Linked DNA regions of Sus scrofa: regions 2 and 3 are each linked to region 1. The links are chromatin contacts, called in public HiChIP or PLAC-seq maps. All regions are on one chromosome and are shown on one strand. The core of a region is the stretch at or near the end of the contact, and the rest is flanking DNA. Distances in the headings are between cores, read along the strand shown.

What was found. HiChIP or PLAC-seq counts read pairs in DNA pulled down with a chosen protein or histone mark.
Region 2: a contact with region 1 is called in an H3K27ac HiChIP or PLAC-seq map of skeletal muscle. The contact joins two enhancer-like sites. A contact is called at or near these places in 1 of 5 promoter capture datasets (fetal liver), 2 of 47 Hi-C or Micro-C datasets (heart right ventricle and skeletal muscle) and 1 of 2 datasets of contacts at active chromatin or transcription factors (skeletal muscle).
Region 3: a contact with region 1 is called in an H3K27ac HiChIP or PLAC-seq map of skeletal muscle. The contact joins two enhancer-like sites.

Annotation. Positions count from the first base shown.
Region 1 is chr2:96,148,184-96,151,377 of Sscrofa11.1, reverse strand. The region is part of intron 5 of MEF2C (myocyte enhancer factor 2C); the gene reads left to right. Among named protein-coding and RNA genes, the nearest start is that of MEF2C, 67 kb to the left of the region's middle. Within about 2 kb of position 1,562, at least 2 of the 83 cell types and tissues checked have an H3K27ac peak or open chromatin away from gene starts, as enhancers often do. A contact at or near this core is called in skeletal muscle, where this site is marked.
Region 2 is chr2:96,289,484-96,292,630 of Sscrofa11.1, reverse strand. All of the region lies in intron 1 of LOC102159394 (a long non-coding RNA gene), which reads right to left. It also overlaps a transcript of MEF2C not described here. Among named protein-coding and RNA genes, the nearest start is that of MEF2C, 74 kb to the right of the region's middle. Within about 2 kb of position 1,385, at least 2 of the 83 cell types and tissues checked have an H3K27ac peak or open chromatin away from gene starts, as enhancers often do. A contact at or near this core is called in skeletal muscle, where this site is marked.
Region 3 is chr2:96,319,333-96,322,725 of Sscrofa11.1, reverse strand. All of the region lies in intron 3 of LOC102159394 (a long non-coding RNA gene), which reads right to left. Among named protein-coding and RNA genes, the nearest start is that of MEF2C, 100 kb to the right of the region's middle. Within about 2 kb of position 1,770, at least 2 of the 83 cell types and tissues checked have an H3K27ac peak or open chromatin away from gene starts, as enhancers often do. A contact at or near this core is called in skeletal muscle, where this site is marked.

The DNA of each region.
Region 1 (3,194 bases), core at 313-2,812:
AAAGTTCCTGTTGTGGCTCAGTGGTAATGAATCAGACTAGTAACCATGAGGATGTGGGTTTGATCCCTGGCCTCGCTCAGTGGGTTAAGGATCTGGCATGGCCATGAGCTATGTAGGTTGCAGAAGCGGCTCAGATCCTATGTTGCTGTGGGTGTGGCGTAGGCCAGCAGCTGTAGCTCTGGTTGGACCCCTAGCCTAGGAACTTCCGTTTACCACAGGTGTGGAACTACAAAGACAAAACAAAACAAAACAAAATACTCCATGGTTTGTAGCCTGAAAATTACAGAACCAGATCAAAGCTAGACCATTGTATCTTGGATTCAAGTTTTTGCCAAACACTACAGCTAGAAAGGATGGGGGGCTGATAATTGGGTCACAAAGACCGAAACAATGTAGATGAGAAAAATAATTTAGATGTTATGATATTTTTCCACTATCTCAGTGCATCCATTTACCTGCTCATATGAGAACAACCAGTAGTGCTGATGAAAGTATTAAAAGTACTTAAAAAAATAGGGGCTGGGGGAAATGGGTTACTCATATTTGATAAAAGTGGCCTGCTTAATAGCTAGAACACTTTAGAATTCTGTATTGAAAATAAGTGTTGTTGTTCAATTATGCTGTCATTTTCAATTCCCTGACAGTCTGCTAAGTTAAATGGCCCTCTGGGGACAGAGAAGACACACAATCTTCTAAGCATAAAAGTTAGCCATACGTAGGCAATAGCGTCATTGAACTAAAAAAATATCTTATAAGCTCCTTCAGGACCTTTGCCATAGGCACGAGAAATCTTCTGCTTCAAAAATAGAAATAAATCAAAACAAAGACACTCAAGGGCTCCACTCAGGTGATGATAAACATTATATCTTGATGATTGTATCCTATAGCCATCCACATGTAATTTTCACAGTTTTCCATATAGTTATGAAAGAGTTACTTCTCCACTTTTTAAAAATAGAGGAAGAAGCCCTTTCTAACTCTGGTCCCACAGAACACCTGTTGCAGATGCCACTGAGTCTTGAGCTTAGCTGTCTCGTCCTGCTCACAGGCTCGGCCGTCTTCCCCTTCTTTCTCATGCCAGCCAGTATCATATGTCAAAGACGAATGCATCAGTGCTGAAGTCAGAGAATCACATAACACCAGGGGAAACAAGGCCAGTCAGAGTGTCTCTACACTTTCAAAAAATAAAACTAAAGCAAAATGGCCAAAAGATACCCTCAAAATTTTGAATATTGTCATTGAAATTCAAGGTCTCAGATAGAAACTCTGAGGTCAGGTGGCAAGACTCTGCGTTTAAGTTCCATACTTTTCAGTCTATAATTTTTTTCAAAATCTAGTCATCTTGTAAAAACAGTATAGTCTCATGAGGAAAGGAAGTACATTTGAAATGTATTATGTTCTTATAACTACCAAGAGACCATCTGAACATAAAGTATAGAAACTTTTCCATCCAGTCTTTCCATCATCCAGTAAGTCACCAAGTCTTTGCCTCCAAGGTGCTTCTTAACCCTACCCCCTTCTTCCCGTTCTTATCCTACTGTCCTGGCTCAGGCTCATGGCAACACTCCAGAACTATTTCCAGAGATCCCTAATTCATCTCCCAGCTTGACACTGCATCCCACTGCAGCCTTCCTATGACTCCTTAGTCTTTCTCAAAACCTCAAACCAGTTGTAGGTCATCATTCAGATGCATAACATCCAGCAACGGTTTCCCAGCTCTTTCGGTATTAACCATGAGCCTCTTATCTCTGGCCATCCCTGCTCTCTTAAACTCCTTCTTACCTTCTGCCACTGCCATCAAGAACCCTTGCACTCCAAGTCTAATAATAGCAAATATTTAAATTGCTCTTACAATGAAATTTACAAAAAAATAACTCATTCATTTGCGTAACAGCTCTTAAAAGTAGATGTTCATATTATGCCCTTTCCATACTTGAGGGAACTGAGGCACAGAGAGTTTAAGTAATGGCCCAAAGTCGAACCCAGGCTGTCTGCCTCCAGAGTGGATGCTGCCACTTTCCAAACGGTGTCAAGGCTGCTTGCCTTTGTGTATGCATTCCTGGCACTCTCCTGCTTCATGTTATTGAGCTCTCCCTTGTCATCACTCAGAATTTGTTCAACGATTCAGAATTTCCTGACTCTTTTAGAAGGAACTATGCACCTCTCCTTGATTCTCTCATGCAGCCTGTCCCCACATTATTTATCTCATTTCATTTTAAGTGGACTATCTAGGCACACGTCTCTCTCCTGTACACTCATCCTTCGGTGGGCAAACTTAGTCTTATTCAGTTTGTATTCCCAGCTCAAAATATAAGAGAGAGAATGCAGTAGATATTCAGTAAATTTTGGTTAACTGAGTTAAGGAAAAATCGATCTTCTACACATCAACTTTTAATACTGTTGATGTAAAAAAAGAATACTGCAAAGAAATAATGTAATTTTAAATTGAAAAAGATATACCCTTGACCTGTAATTCATTAAAAAAAATGTATTCTGATGCTGTGTACAAAGAACTGCTAATTAATTATTTGATTAAATGGCCGAGCACTATTGACCAATAAAGTCTTATTAACTTCTCTAACATATTTAATGGAAAACCTGAAGAACTGATATATAGCAGTAAATGAATTGCAGGTTGGTACCTCAGACCATCACAAATTCCTTAAAATAATGGACCTCTTATCACTTAAGTTGAAGTAATTTCAAAGATGAAAGCAAGTGGTAGTAAAGAAGAAAACAGGATGGGGTTGTACTCTTGGTATAGGGAAATACAGCAAGTCATTATAATACATTAGTAATAGTGACATTTGTAGATTTCAGTTGACAGTCATTCATCCACTATTTAATCCTTTCCTTTCAACAGCCAAAATGAAAAGTCACTGCGTTTAAAATTACATTTTGTCATATCTCCGTACATTAAAGCTTTTAACAGGCTAATCTTATGGTTACTGATGATTATAAGATCAAGTTCAGTTGAGTTTTTGTAATCATTAGATTTAATAGAAATAATCATCAGCACAGCAGTGCCTTGTGTTGGATTATTCACTTTCCTGTTAGTGCCCTTTGTTTCCAGTTTGATAATGTAGTTGCTCTTTATTGTGTAGGAAGTACCAGTATGCTCAAGGATATACTGTTTCATGCTTGAGACCAAAAAAAAGGGGAGCAAGGGACAGAAAGAAAACCCTTTAGAAATC
Region 2 (3,147 bases), core at 136-2,635, 140 kb before region 1:
CGCGTTGCCGTGAGCTGTGGTGTAGGTCACAGACGCAGCTTGGATCTAGCGTTGCTGTGGCCGCTGGCAACGGCTCCAATTAGACCCCTAGCCTGGGAACTTCCATATGCCTGCGGGTGCGGCCCAAGAAAAGACAAAAAGACAAAAAAAAAAAAAATCCAGACATGCAAATGAATTTTTTTAAAAAAAAAGAAAGAGAGGGGAGCTTAAAACATTAATATAGGATAGGGGAGGAAATTATGGGCAGAGTTTCCCTGCAAGGAATTAGTCTAAAATCACCTCCAACAGCTCCATGATACCATTTAGCAGCTAAATTATATATCTAAATTTACAAATAAATTTCTATTACATTTAGTCCAAATCAACATTAGTCATTAATCAGCAAACCATTTAACAATATGAAATAACAGTATGCAAATCAATTGCAAGCAAAATAATCAGTAAATAATATCCATTTCTAACAACTGGGAAAGACAGAGGTGTCAAAGCAAAATATGAAAAATTACAAGACTTTCAAATAAATTCAGTCACTTCTCTGCATCTCAAAGGGGTGTTAGTGAAGGTCAATGACTTGTCCCTCATCTGCCTTTGAAGGATCATGAATGCTTTCTCCTTAGCGTTGAAGACTGACTGCTGTCCAAAGAACACCAGAGCAGAAGTAGGCAGCTTGGCTGTAGTCTCCTTTTCACTGCTTAGTAATTTTATAACTGGAAACAAGTCATGCAACCTCTGTGAGGCTCCTGAATGGATGAGACTCTTTACTGGGCTGTGTGTAAATCATAGAAAAGGAAGTTTTCGTTACCCAGTAGAAGGAGTTTCCTCTGCCGCCTTTGAAATCCCAAGAGGACTCTGGGCCATATTGGTGGGTTCCTGTCTGCAAAGGCATACCCTGCCTCTCCCTACTGCTCTAAGTAGACTATCACATCAGCATTTCGAATAATTAAAACACCAATATTAACCTATGAAATTAGAGAGCAAAACAAAATCACTTTGTAATACACTACAGACCAGCTGGCCATATTTTTCCCACTTGGGCACCCTGGTTACAAAACAAGAAAGCTCTTACCCTCAAAATGATATTACCACACATAGCTTTGAACTTTTCAGTGCTCTATAAGCCTAAGCTGACACAAAGGACTTCATGGTTATTTAATGTTTTTGGTTTTATAAAATAGGAGAAAAATTTTTAATGAAAAAAACCTTCACTACACTCACTGCTGTGAGCCAGCACGTGAATATATTTGTTCATGTCAAAGAAACACTGGAACAAGAATTGGGCACAGCAGAGAACCCCTAATGTGAGGTGTTAAAAATATCTGGATCCAAGAGAGGTTAGTGGCAGCAGCTGGGTATGGAGAGAGGTTAAAGGCTGGGAATGTGGATCACCGTGTTGCCTGGGATGCCAGTGTTGTGAAGGCCCCTCGTGACTGCTCAGCAGATAGAGGTAATTGCAAGGTCATAAGGAACACTGGTATTGACTGAAAGACTCTTTCATGAAAAGCCACATATCCTAAGTGATCAAGAACAATGCTAGTCCTGGCTGCAGGGCTCCTAGGCTCACCGCAGCCAGCAATCACTGAGTGCACGTGTTTGTGGGCCAACTGTCACTAAGGTAGAGGTTCCTGGATCCAGAGCCTATTTTACAGGCTGGGATTCTGAGATCCAAGGAGCATATTCCACCCAAGAAAAAATAAGCACTACTCCTTAGAGAAGTGAAGATGAAGAAGTGTACAGAAATTTAAGAGAATTGGGTCCCTACATTATCACTTTTCCAACTACAATGGGCAGAATACATGTGGTATGTCTTAAAATATGAACCAAGACCAGCAATGGAAAAATTCGTGCCATTCTGAACTCTCATTCTTACTGTTTGGAAAGGCATTCACTAACTTACAAGTTCCACAAAGCTTGTTGAGTTGGGAGAACAGGAATGAATAATGGAGAAAAGGTAGAGTTACAGAATTAGGACTTTGCAGATTTTGTGCTTACCCCTGCACTAAGGCAGTGGCTTGCAAACAAAACATACATAAGAAACAACAGAGAAGCTAGTTAAAATGCAGATTCCTGCAATTGTGGCTCAATGGCCCTGAGGCGAGGCCCAGGAATCTGAATCTGAGGCACTCTGATGAAGTGTTCCCTGTGCTGGATTGTTCCATCCTCACTAGAGCTTTCTCTTCTTTTAGAGGGTCAGTTCTCCTGCTCCTGCTAGTAGCAGACAACCAGCACTTAGGGATCTAAGGTCCTGAAAAATCAAAGTGAACATATGGATACATATGGATGTTCTATGTCCACTGTTATTTACTTTCTGATAAAATCATGCTTAGGTAGTTCATTTATTTTAATTAATTTTATGTGGATTGGCAAATGATAAGACTCACCCAGTACTAGTGACAAGCCAAAAATCATTGTCAAGCTCTACTTGAGTTTCAAGCACTAAATAGTATAGCTTGAAATATGAAAAATGGCTTGAATGACTCTTTGGGAAAGTCATGAAAAAGGAGCACAGACAAGTGTTTATTATGAGAAGTATGTATGCATGCACATTCACGTTTTAGAATACTTAATTAATCATCACTGACCTAAGGAGTTTAAAGGTTGCAGCTTAGGGATAATGTAAGGGAAACCACAGGCTTTTATTCTCCAGTGTGAGTCACTTTGTGGCTATAGACTTCATAAACTACAATCTCACAGCTATGTAAGGGTGAGGTGAGAATGTGTGGATGGAAGAACACAAATCCTTTGCAAATAGAAGATCAAAAAGATAAGCACACGCTTTATTCTCTGTGAGTTAATCATCATTGTAATCAAAGAGTAATTATAGTGATTAATAACAAAAATAATCATAGAAACTTTTCTATGACCATACTGTCTATAGCATACACCATTAATTGTTTAGAAATAAGCTCCTTTGTTAGTAGTATTTTATTTTGAAGTGATTCAGATAAATAGAAAAATATTATTAATGAAATCCTATGATTCTGAAACAGAAAAATGGAGCTTTCCCAAAGCAAAACTGATTGTTAATAACCTGTGTGTGTGTGTGTGTGCATGCATATGTGTTTTTATTGAGTTTACAAATGAAAATAAAAAATTTACAACTGAAGATAAAGAGATGGCACAGAAAAGATGAAGGAAAGAAAAGGAGAA
Region 3 (3,393 bases), core at 521-3,020, 170 kb before region 1:
CCTGTGAATGGAAAAAAGTGCCACAGAGAATTTCAACCAACATGAAGCAACTGTTCCAAAGAATGTGGCTTAAGATTTTCAAAGACCAGTCAGACAGTTAAAGCATGCAGCTGTACTAGAAGGTGACCAAGAATAAGAATAGATGAATCAAATAACAAATGCATTACAAGACAGGTTTGAATTGCCAGGACTAAGTTAAGTTTTTTGTAGTTTTACCTGAAGAGCATTCATATTTCAAAAGAAACTAAATTAAAATAATATAAACAAACGGAATAAATTTCAAAAATGAGCAGCGGTAAATAAAATGGTAAATAAATCCTGTCCCAAGTCAGAAGTTATCCTGACAATGGGAAATACCTAAATCCTATATGTTCTTTTGAGGATAACACATATGATAATTTTAAATCACACTAAAATTCAACTACAAAATTCTCCCAGAATAAATTAGCTTCCAAAAATCAAACATTTTCAGAGAGCCTATAAAAAAAAGATAAGTGTGAAGTGTAGGCCTTCTGTGGAATCACCAAAATCTCTCAGCTCTTTATTCTTCTTTCTAAAAAGTTTCCCTGCCGAAATATAATTTAGAGAACATGAAGAAAATAAATGTAAGATGAGCCAAAAAAAAGTATGAGGCCTGAAACTACAATGACAATTTAGGGAATATAAATGTTATTAAACTTCAACTCATTTCTTCCTGGTGAATGCAACCCATCATCTTCAAAGGAAATAGGGCTTGACCAATGCCGTTGTGAATTACTTATACAAATTAAATATGCCACTTCTACTGAAAACTTTAGGTCAGCAGCAGATGTTGGTAAATTCCTACAGAAATGCATGCCCAGAGAACGTTTTTTTTTTTCTTTTTTTTTTAAATGGCAGAAATCTGCTAGCTATTCCTGCCTTATCTGCAACAGCTGAGCAATCTTTCAGTGCCACGCGGAGACGGAAAACTTGGCTCAGATATAGCGTGGACAAGCTTGCCTTAATCACATTGCTCTTTTACATGTGCACAAGGACATCAACATTGACAGTACAGAGTAAAGCAGCCATTTGCTGAAAACAACTGTCAACGTTGTCAAGTTTTTGGAACCTCTTATAATGTGATTTGTATGACAAATCTTGTGGCATTTTGTTTGTCAGCAACAGTAGTGAATTTCCATGTATCTGGGAAGGCAGGAGAACTGTTCAGAAGTGGATTCGGTTTCTTTACACAGACTGCGTTAAAGGAAAACAGTTATTAATTTTTAAATGACAGATTTCAAATAGATCCAGAATTTTAAAAGTGGAATTTCGTTAAAAAAAAAAAAAAAAAAAACACAAGTCGATTTCCCCCCTTCCACTCAAACCTTGAAAAACTGCAATAGTAGTTCAATTTTCTTTTGTTGCACTCCAGGTTTTGAAAACTGTTACTGTAAAAATATTAATATTTTCTGAGACTGGGATCTGTGGCAATAATTACTAGGGTGTGCTTGAAGTGACAACAGTGAGTTCAGTCCTCTCCTCCAAAGAATTAGGTGCGCACTGCCATGCAGCTCTTGAAAACGGATGTAGCAAGTTACAGCTAACCTAGCACACACACCGGTGTTATTCAACAATGTGCCTATTAAGAGACGATTACAGAGATCTTATGGTTCATTAGTTTCTCAACATTTCCTTCACTCCTACTCTGAGCTGTGTTTTTCATACCGCTCTTCCTTAATGTGCTTCACACGTTTGTCCTCGGCCAAGGTCTTCCCCCGTGTGGGTGGAATCCGCTTGGACAGGCCGCATGACAGACAGCACAGCCTCCCTTCCTGCACCTGCTCTGAAATGCCCTTGGGTGTGTGAGATCAGTGTAGCCACCCAGACAGGAAAATCTCAGGTTCTGCCCATTTGCACGACTTAACAGTTCCGTCAGAACAGATCTAATGAGGGAATCTTTTCTGGGCTTCCTCTCATGTGGATCTGGTTAGAAAAGTCCAGAAAAGACATCCTCTCACCCTGTTATGATCCTTTTCCCCCCTCCTCAAAAGATGCTGAACATATTGCCTAGAACCATCTTCATAAATATTAGCTATTCAATAGCTTTTTTAATTGAATTGAATTGAAATGAACAAAACAGAGACAGTTAAAGAAAGAATGCTTCAAATTCCATGATACCCAGTTCTCCCTCCTGTTTTCCTTCCCTTTATTTTTCTGGAAAAGTACTGGATGAGGTGCCTAGAGCAGCAATAGAAATATAACACAAGCCATAAATGCAAGTCACATAGGTAATTTTAAATTTTCCAGTACCCATATTAAAAAGTAAGTAGAGGAGTTCCCTTGTGGTGCAATGAGTTAAAGACCTGGCAATCACTGCAGAGGCCTAGGTTGACACTGTGGTATGGATTCAATTCATGGCCCAGGAACTTCCACATGGCATAGGCAAGCCAAACAAACAAACAAACAAACAAAAAAACCAAAAAAGAAAAAGTAAATGGAAACAGATGAAATAATCTTAATAAATTTATATTTAACCCAGTACATCCATAATGTTCTGTAAAATATTTCTGTTTTAACTCACAACATAGAAAACAAACATACAGTTACCAAAGGAGAAAGGTGCATGGGGGGGAAATAAATTATGTTTGGGATTAATATACACACAATACTATATATAAAATAATCAACAGGGAACTACTGGAGAGCACAAGGAAATCTATTCAATATTATATAAAAATTTATATGGTAGGAGTTCCCATCGTGGCTCAGTGGTTAACGAATCCAACTAGGAACCATGAGGTTGCGGGTTCAATCCCTGGCCTTGCTCAGAGGGTTAAGGATCTGGCATTGCCATGAGCTGTGGTGTAGGTTTGCTATTTCCTCTTTCATTCCCCAGATATCCCTCACTCTTTCCTTTTTCCTTTATTTTTTTTATTTTTTTTATTTTTTTTGCTGGTTGCTAGTTAAAAATCTTACAGGGAAAGGCTCAATGTGTTCTATGGTTTAAAAAACTACTCTGAAATGCTTAAGGTATCAGTCTTTTCCCACCCAATAGCAGTTTATCTTCATGTAATCCTACACTTGGGATAATATCAACAGCTTCCTTTTCTGAATGGCCACTATTTCTAAAAGACACATTCCATGGGTCTGGTACCCTTCTTCCACCTTCTAGCTGGGCTTTGATACTTCCAGACTAGAGCTTAGCTGAGTGTCAAAGATAATAATGTAGAGGTAAAAAGGCAGGACCTCTGTACCAAAATTTATTTTAAACATCTAGTTTATCCTCTATTTATAAAAACAGTTAAAATTGAAAGTTACACATGTGGTTGAAATTCAATTACTTTTTTTTAGTCCAACTTAAAGGTGTTCACAGGAAAACGGGGATCTAGAGTGGAAAATGAGGAGTTTTATGAAAGCAACCACCCTTTCTAG